Linked DNA regions of Gossypium hirsutum: regions 2 and 3 are each linked to region 1. Evidence: chromatin contacts called from public Hi-C data. All regions are on one chromosome and are shown on one strand. The core of a region is the stretch at or near the end of the contact, and the rest is flanking DNA. Distances in the headings are between cores, read along the strand shown.

The links. Hi-C and Micro-C count contacts between places; a contact is called where the count stands out from the background.
Region 2: a Hi-C map of leaf shows a contact between it and region 1, with 4 times the contacts expected there. The contact joins the promoter of LOC107917982 here to the enhancer-like site in region 1. A contact is called at or near these places in 7 of 34 Hi-C or Micro-C datasets (callus and leaf).
Region 3: a contact with region 1 is called in a Hi-C map of leaf, with 2.5 times the contacts expected there. The contact joins the promoter of LOC107917986 here to the enhancer-like site in region 1. A contact is called at or near these places in 5 of 34 Hi-C or Micro-C datasets (all in leaf).

Annotation. Positions count from the first base shown.
Region 1 is chrA01:21,274,509-21,277,692 of Gossypium_hirsutum_v2.1, reverse strand. No RefSeq gene overlaps it. Among protein-coding and RNA genes, the nearest start is that of LOC107917984, 14 kb to the left of the region's middle. Within about 2 kb of position 1,677, at least 6 of the 9 cell types and tissues checked have an H3K27ac peak or open chromatin away from gene starts, as enhancers often do. A contact at or near this core is called in leaf, where this site is marked.
Region 2 is chrA01:21,155,119-21,158,302 of Gossypium_hirsutum_v2.1, reverse strand. LOC107917982 (ganglioside-induced differentiation-associated protein 2) reads left to right here and starts at 1,690. Exons shown (of 3, transcript XM_016847446.2): 1 at 1,690-1,918; 2 at 2,000-2,264; 3 at 2,542-3,008. The coding sequence starts at 1,780. The coding sequence ends at 2,761.
Region 3 is chrA01:21,359,862-21,363,045 of Gossypium_hirsutum_v2.1, reverse strand. It overlaps LOC107917986 (elongation factor 1-alpha-like), which reads right to left and starts at 1,626. Exons shown (of 2, transcript NM_001327146.1): 1 at 1,165-1,626; 2 at 1-1,081. The coding sequence starts at 1,626. The coding sequence ends at 200.

The sequences.
Region 1 (3,184 bases), core at 428-2,927:
AATATCATATTGAAACAAAAATCCAATTAAGTAAAAAAAAATCAAAATAAATAGAGAGAAAAAAAAGCGTTGAATGGAGAAGAGGGGGCAGCTGCTAGGAGACCCAAGGCTTCAAAAATAGTGAAAATGGAGAAGAAAGAATGAAATGAGTGGGGGAGTTGGACGGCAAACGTGGGAATAATTTAGAGATATTTCTTGTTTTTTTTAAAATATATATATTAACTTATTCAATCCTAATTATTAATGAATTTGAATTTAATCAACAATCTACTATTATGGGCGGCACAACAAGAGGGAATAAAATTAATTTCATTTTGAGCATTGTTATATTTAAACTTGGGACCTTTAATTAAACTAAAATTTTATCATTGAACTAATAAATTTATTCTTATCAATGAACTAACGAGAACAAAATATAACCTAAATGAAAGCATAAAAATAATAAAAATTCAAAAGAGAGCATTTAAACACAAAACCTCAAACAACATCTAAAGCATTTAACCATTAAAATAGATTATTGTAGTTAACATAATTAAACCTAGAAATTACAAAATTTGGAGCATGACATCCATCAAGCTATTAACATGCTTTACTCTCTCATCATTAGGGGCTTTCTTAGTTCCAGAGGCAGTCGTTGCCTTGGTAATAAAGCGAGGGGATTTGCTAGGTTCGAGTAATTTTATTGAAAAAGGTCTCGGCCTCTAAACAAAAGATGGCAGAAGGGAACCATGGGAGCTAAGGTAAGTGGTTTTGCGGATGAAACGAAGATGAGAACTAGGTGGCTTAGTTAAGAAATTTGTGACGGCAGCCATTAAACTCCCTTTAGAAGTTCTCTCGGTTCATGGGACAAGTCGGGTTTAGACTGAGCCAATACAAAATTTCAGTTCTGTTTTCTAAGCTTGGGCTAGGTCAAGTTGTATTCGGACTGAGTCAATACGAAATTTTAGATCAGTTTTTTATGCTCAGACTTGGTTTAGCCTGAAAAATAGAACTAAAATTCTACCCAAGCCCAATCCATATTAAAAATACTAAACTCAAGTGTAGTCCACTCGTATTAATTTTTTATTATTATTTTACATAAAAAAAGTTTTTTTAAAAAATATAATACATTAAGTACACTAAAAACATTAAAATAAATGTTTTCCAATAAATTAAAAACAAAGATAGTGGCAACTTAACAAGAAAATGTCTCTAAAATAGTAACAAAATTAACAATAAAATAAAAGTTAAATAATATCCAAACAATAATAACAAAGTAATTGCAATATAATAGCAAAATGGTAGCAAAACAATAATAAAACAACAGATTCGAGTCAAGCTCAAGCAAAAAAATCTTACCCAAAGCCTACCCATTTAGAAAATGAGCCTTATTTTTTGTCTAAACTTATTTTTCGAGCTTATATTTTTATCTAAATTTTCTCATATTTTGAGTAGATCTTCAAGTTTAGGCGGATAAACAAACCTTTTAAATTGTTTAAGAAAAAAAGTGAATATGGGATTAGGATGTGATGTAAAATTCTAATCGATCAAATATGCTAAACTCTAGTTTTTGGTTTTTTCTTTTTGGGTTCACTTTTATCTACGTATTTCGTTTTTTTCATGTCTTGTATTATAATTGGGTATGATATTTGAGCCCTTTGAGTATGGTTGCCCTTTGTGCAGTAGCAATCATTTTAAGGTTACTATTCAGACCCGAGAGTTTAGATATCTAAAAATCTCCTAGACTGAAATCGATTGGGCTTGTATGAAATGAACCATTTGGGTTTAGTTTCTAGTTGTAACTTTGAAACTCAAGAAAATTGCAGGCTTGAGGGTCAAAGTTCATATTTTGCTACAACATAACACCACCTTAAATTGTTATAACCAATGTAAGGGCATGTTGCAAACCATGATTCCAGGGAAGTTGAAGTTCACAACGGCTCAAGCAATTGACATGACTATCTCTTGATTGGAGAGTAAATCAAATTGTATAACAAGTAGTTGTTACTGATCAATTGTACTATCAGAATGTACACTGTAACACTGAGCAGCCATGGTTGCTATCCAAAAATTGGCCTCTGGTCAAATTGTATGCCAGCAAAGTTAGTCAGATGCACCAATGACCATCAATTGGGTGGTTTTGTTGAAGGATTTGAGATTTGGTATTTTAGGTATTTGTATAAAAAATTATTTAATATTATAATCTTATTTTAATAATAAAAATTTAACATTGATAAATAAATTTTTTTAAGAGTAATAAATGTTTTATACTATAAAATATTAGTATATATTTAAATATTGCTTAACTTTATTTATTCCCTCTAAATTTAATGTGTTACTATACACTTTCATATATGTAATATATACAATTTCTAATTAAATTTTAATTATACATTAATTATTATTAAATCTATATAGGATATTAGTTATTTAATAACTAATATCTTATTATAAAATAAATTTTGAGAAAATAATTATATAATATTTAGTAACAAATATAATTTATATTTATATTTGTTTCATAGAAAAACAACTTTCAAAAATTGCTTTAGAAAAATTTACCGATAAAAAAATTATTTTACCTAAAATCATTGTAATGTTAGAAATATTATATAAGTTAACTTTTCCAAAAAAAAAATTATTTTTCAAAAATAATTTGTAATCAAACAAAAACAACCTAATTTTATATAAATTATATGATTTCATTTTATTAAAAAATTGAAAAATAAATCTAAAATAATATTATTTATAATAAAATAATTTCATGATAATAAAAAGAAAAGAAAAAAAAAAGAAGAGGATTTGATTAACTATTGTACAAATATTCTATCCATAGCATATAGATGGGACCTATCAGGGACTTTGTTCAACTTGGAATTTCTGGTTTCTATAATGAGAATCGTCATATTTACGGTAAGAGTGAATTAAAATATTTTATATTAAAATAATATATTTTTAAATAATAAAAAATATTATTAATAAAGTGACGTGATTTTGTATTTGATTCCCAATTAATGATTTTATTTAAAAATTATATAAAAGGATGAAAAGATGGAAAATTACTTTTATAATAATAATGATTATCCTTTAGTAATTTTACAGCTGAGTTGGTATTGAGTTGACTCGTGATATTAACTCAATCAACCACTTTATATATAGCATAGATTTGAAGCTTATATAAAAGTATGAAAACTTATAAAAATAT
Region 2 (3,184 bases), core at 441-2,940, 120 kb after region 1:
ATTTGAGGTTGAGATGTAGGGAATATTGTACATTGAGCAACATAAAATTAATGAAAAAAAATTGAGGAGCTTGAAATGAACAATAATATTATGAATATTTATCAAGGAGATTTCATTGATTCAACCAATCAATGGGTTGAACAATATGCAATAATTTATACGATATTCAAGCTATACTATTATATATTATTTGTGAAAATGTATAAATTTTTAAAAATTAAAAATAATTAATATATTATAATTAATGCATGCACACTTCAGAAATTAGTTCTCTTCTAAATGTTGGAATGAGCTTTATTTAAATAGGTAATGTACACCATTAGTTGCTAAATTATGGATAAATTTTTATTTTGTCACTTAATTAAAAAGAGTTATAATTTGGTCATTAGACTATTTGAAAGTTTTCGTTTACTGGACTATTAAAATTGATGCTACATGGCTTTCTTTGTTTGCACTATCTGCATAAATCGAAAGCTTTTTTTTTCTCTTCTATTTTATAGTTCAATTTTTTTTCTATAAAATAACTTTGGGCGCCATAAATTTATGAACTAAATTTCAAAATTATTCTTTCTCTAATCTCCAACACTGACTGTCAGAATGACTTGGATATAAGATATGTTTTACTTGTTGAAATGTCGAATTGTTGCTTGGAGCTTGTTGGCGGAGCTTTTTTTAAAATAAACAAACTTAATAACTTAGTAACTTAAATAAAAACTTTTGAATAGTTCGATAACTTAAATGGAAATTTTTGAATAATTCAGTGACCAAATTACAATATATTTTAATTAATTGATAAAACAAAAATTTAATTAATTTACCCTATTTAAATTTACTATAGGGATTTGATAAGACCAGGGGCGAAGCTAGAAGAATTTTTTAAGGGGATCAAATGAAATTTTAATTTTTTATAATTTATATCTTTATAATTTTAAAGGATTAAATTGAACTTTTATAATTTTAAGGGGGTAAAGTATAATTTTATCTTTATTAATTTAAATTTTTTAAAAAAATTAAAGGACTTAAATAATAATTTTATATTTTACGGGCTGACCCTTGCAAACCTAGATTCTCCACTTGATAGGACTTCCAAACATTGGAAGAAGTGTTAATACAATTTATTTGTGATTTTATTTCCCTTTCGATATTATAATTAAGGTTGTGAAAATATTGAAAAAAACTAAAATATGGTTTCAAACTGCAAGTGTTAAATTCGGTTCAAATATATTTTCAATTGTTTTAGAAAAAATGGCTTTCAAAAAATAAAAAATTATCCTTATTCAAATTGAGTTTTAATTCTAGTTAATTTAATAATTTATAACATAAAAATAAATATTATAGATTTAAAACTATAAAACGTAAATTTTAAATTTTAAAAATCGATTAACAGATAAAATTAGATTAGTTAATTTATTCCTTCTAATTATTGCGTTATACTGCAAAGAGGATTGACTTGGTATAAATCACAAAAATTAAGGTGTAATTAACGTTAAACCGAGGCAGTAGGAAAGTCCAGATAGAACCATGGAGGCTGGTGGACCCAAACGTGTCAGTGACTCAAATCACAACTCCACCGAGTTAAGACAGACTCACTTATATCCAAAACGGAAGATTCTTGGGAATATACCGTCTTCATAACCCGATCTGTCGCGTGAAAAACTCACGTTAAGGATAACGGCCCCCCCCCCCCCCCTCTTCTCTTTCCTATATAAAACCTGCTCTCTTCTTCCGCATTTACCCAACACTTTTTTAAATTCTCAGCAAACAAACAAGCCGCCAGTCATGAGTAACATCTCATCCTCTTTCACTCTCTCCCAATGTCAACAACAACATCTCTTGGAAAAACTCGATGTCTTCAACGTCAAAGGCAGAGATAAACGCGGTCGTAATGTTCTTCTCATCATCGGCAAATACTTTCCTGGTACCTTTCTTGGTTTTTTTTTTGCAGTTTTCTGACCATTTTTTTTCTTAATTATGTTTTTTAATTGGGGTTTTGTAACAGCTCGCATGGTTAGTAGTGAGGTTCTGAAGAAGTATTTAGAAGAAACGATTTACCCCAAATTAGGGGCAAAACCGTTCTCGGTGGTGTATGTACATACAGATGTTCAAAAGAGTGAAAATTTTCCTGGAATATCAGTTCTTCGATCAGTCTACGATGCTATTCCGATGAACCTCAAGAACAATCTCGAGTTTGTTTATTTCTTGCATCCTGGATTACAGGCCAGACTTTTCCTTGCCACCTTTGGCCGTTTGTTTTTCGACGGAGGGTGAGTGAGGGCTTCTTCCCCTTTTTGTTTTCTTTCTGATTAGTTGGTGAAGGTCTATTTCGATTTTTTATAAAATTATAAAATTTCAAACTAGGATAACAAAGCCACCCCCCTCTGACCCACTTTAGCCACTGAAAAAGGATGATAAATTGATAATGATAAAGGATAACAATACCCATAGTGCTTTTTTTCCGTCTTTATTGTCCATCCTCATCCACCTTTTAGTTGAAGGGTCATTTTAAAGGTAAATGTAATGAATGATTGAATTGAATGGCAGGTTGTATTCTAAACTTAAATACGTGAGTAGGCTTGACTTTCTATGGGACCATGTGAGGAGGTTGGAGATGAAAATACCAGACTTTGTGCATGATCATGATGAAGAGCTGGAGTACCATCCCATGATGGACTATGGGTTAGAGAGCGACCACCCTAGAGTTTACACTGAGCCGCCCTCCATGGATCCTATTTCGATGTACTCTATGAGGTGCATAGCTTAAGCTTTAAGCCCGTGCTGAAAGGTTGAAACTTTAGATTTGTAGTTGATACGTTATGGGTTTTGCTTTTTGATAGAGGAGTTTTGGTGTTCATATTGTATAAAATGGGAGTTTGTAAATGGAACCTTAAGACGTCATTGGCAGAGTGAGCAACTGAGTGATCAAAAAATCTATTCGGCAAAATGGATAAAATCAAACTGTTAAATATGAAAAAGATCCTCAATGAAGTATACGTATGTTGAATTGCTAATGGCATCCTACAGCATTCCTCATCTAGGCCTCTGCCTATAACAAGTTAATAGCAGAAAAGGGGACCTGATTTGCGGAATCTGAAACTTCTATATATCACAAACTTTTAAAACCAACTTGATCACATGGGTTTCTACCTTGAAGGATTTCTAGCATGCAATAAGGGGCAAGACGATG
Region 3 (3,184 bases), core at 377-2,876, 85 kb before region 1:
AAAAAGAAACAGACAAATATATAGAAAAAACAAAGTATAGTTCCGCAAGATCAGACACAAAACTTGACTAAGATGCCTTGGCAAACCAAAGCATCTCAAACTTTAAAAATCCTACATAAAACAGGCAAAAACTTCAAACCACATATAACCAAAGATAAAAACACTCAATCTGCTTCACCGCTAAAACCTTTTGGCCTCTTCACTTCTTCTTAGCAGCAGACTTGGTGACCTTGGCACCGGTTGGGTCCTTCTTCTCGACACTCTTGATAACACCAACAGCCACGGTCTGACGCATGTCCCTCACAGCAAAACGACCCAGGGGTGGGTACTCAGAGAAGGTCTCCACAACCATGGGCTTGGTAGGAATCATCTTAATCATACCAGCATCACCGTTCTTCAAGAACTTGGGTTCCTTCTCAAGCTCCTTACCAGATCGCCTGTCAATCTTGGTCAAAAGCTCAGCAAACTTAACAGCAATGTGTGACGTGTGGCAGTCAAGGACTGGGGCATATCCATTTCCAATTTGTCCAGGGTGGTTCATAATGATGACCTGAGAAGTGAAGTTGGCAGCCTCCTTAGCAGGGTCATCCTTGGAGTTGGATGCAACAAAACCACGCTTGAGATCCTTAACAGCAACGTTTTTAACATTGAACCCAACATTATCACCGGGAAGTGCTTCTGTAAGAGCTTCATGGTGCATCTCAACTGACTTAACTTCAGTTGTCAGACCAGACGGGCCAAAGGTCACAACCATACCAGGCTTCAAGACACCGGTTTCAACACGGCCGACTGGAACAGTTCCAATACCACCAATCTTGTACACATCCTGAAGTGGGAGACGGAGAGGCTTGTCTGAAGGCCTCTTGGGCTCGTTGATCTGGTCAAGAGCCTCAAGAAGAGTAGGGCCCTTGTACCAGTCCAAGTTGGTAGACCTCTCAATCATGTTGTCACCCTCAAAACCAGAAATGGGAACAAATGGAATCTTGTCAGGGTTGTATCCCACCTTCTTCAAGTAGGAAGAGACTTCCTTCACAATTTCATCATACCTAGCCTTCGAGTATTTAGGGGTAGTGGCATCCATCTATAAAGAAAAAAATTAGCACAACAAAAATTAGCTTTGAAGTATCTCAATAACACGAAATGAAAACAGATAATGATTTTTACCTTGTTGCAACAGCAAATCATTTGCTTGACACCAAGGGTAAAAGCAAGCAATGCGTGCTCACGAGTCTGACCATCCTTTGAGATACCAGCCTCAAAACCACCAGTGGTGGAATCAATAATCAAAACAGCACAGTCAGCCTGTGACGTACCAGTAATCATATTCTTGATAAAGTCACGGTGTCCAGGTGCATCAATCACAGTGCAGTAGTATTTGGTGGTCTCAAATTTCCACAAGGCAATATCAATGGTGATACCACGCTCACGCTCAGCCTTGAGCTTGTCAAGCACCCAAGCATACTTGAATGACCTCTTGTTCATCTCAGCAGCTTCTTTCTCGAACCTTTCAATCACACGCTTGTCAATACCACCAAGCTTGTAAATCAGGTGGCCAGTGGTGGTTGATTTCCCAGAATCGACGTGGCCGATGACCACAATGTTAATGTGAGTCTTTTCCTTACCCATTCTGATTCACTGTACAGAACCACGAAAACAAAAAGAGGGGAACAGTTGAATCAAAATATTTTCAAAAAAACGTACATATGAAATTTCACATGGATCATAAATGTAAATATTTTAAAAACTGCCAGAAAGCAAATCTCTAAACTCAGAGCTACGCTGATTCAAATTAATAAGTCAGAGATGAAGAAAGACATGGTCTCAACTAAGGTTATGCTGAATAATAATAAAAAAGACGCTGAGAAGACAATATTGTAACCAAGGCAAACAGTGTCATCCCGAAAAATAAGTAAACAAAATATACAGAAAAATAATTTCAGATCACATTATTATCTTAGATTCAATCCAAAAAAAACAAGATCTGTCCCGAAATCAACATTGAAAGAGAAAACAAAAATCGAATCTCAAATAAAGATTGAAATCAACATACAAATCACAAATTTCAACACAAAAGGAATCCATCTACACATATAAACAAAGCCTCATATCATTATCTTAGATAAAATAATAGAAGAACAGAAGGGAAAATGGGATGAGAGACTACTAACCTTGAAATCGAGGCAACTAAAAGCAATAGACGGCGAAGGAAGGAACAAGAAAATGAAAATGAAGAACTGGTTAAGAACTAAGGGCTCTGCCTGCTATATATATTGAGCAAAAGCAACAAGAGCTAGGGTTAGGGTTACACAAGGAGATTCAATTACGATAGTTTTACGAAATTGTCCTTGTATTTCGTTTCATTGACTGCAGTCAAAGCCGGGGGTTCTCTGGGAATTCCGTGGATACTAAGTGCATCCAAACTACAGGCGAAACGTCGTCATTTTGTATTCCACTTATTTATTAACTAAAATGACACATTTAATTATTTCAAAAAGGATTATACAATTAATTTTATTTATTTATTTCACGTAAAATAAAATAATTAAAATATTTTATAATAAGATATTATTCATCGATAAATTTTAATAGTTTAAATAATATAAGTGCAATTTAATATGAATATAAAATTTTAGTTAATATTTATTGAACTTTATTTTTTTTAAGATTTAATGAGTTTGAATAATTTTGAGAAATTGTAAAAATATCATTTGTTTATTATATTATAAAATCCGACGTTTTAATATGATTTATTAGTATATTACTATTATTATAAAAAGTAATTGTAATTAACTATTAGTTAACTTAGATATATCTTTTAGAAGTTTTATCAAAATAATAATAATCAAATATATAATTGATTAATAAAAATTTAAATTTATAAAATCATTTAGTATAATTACATAAATTAAAAATAATAAATTTCACATTTATTTTTTAAAAGGTATCATAAACACAACTATAAATTTTTTTTAGAACAAGCAATAAATAAATATAAAATTGTATATCTTTATTAGAAAAAAATTTCATTGCCATGTACAAATCTTTTAATTTGGTTAAAATTAACTTTTTTTTAAATTTATCGAAAATGTAAGTGAAAAAAGAGGAAAATAAAAATGGAGAAGAAATATAATATATTTTTGTATTTATGTAATGTTTTTGTATAACAATATATAAAATAACTAAA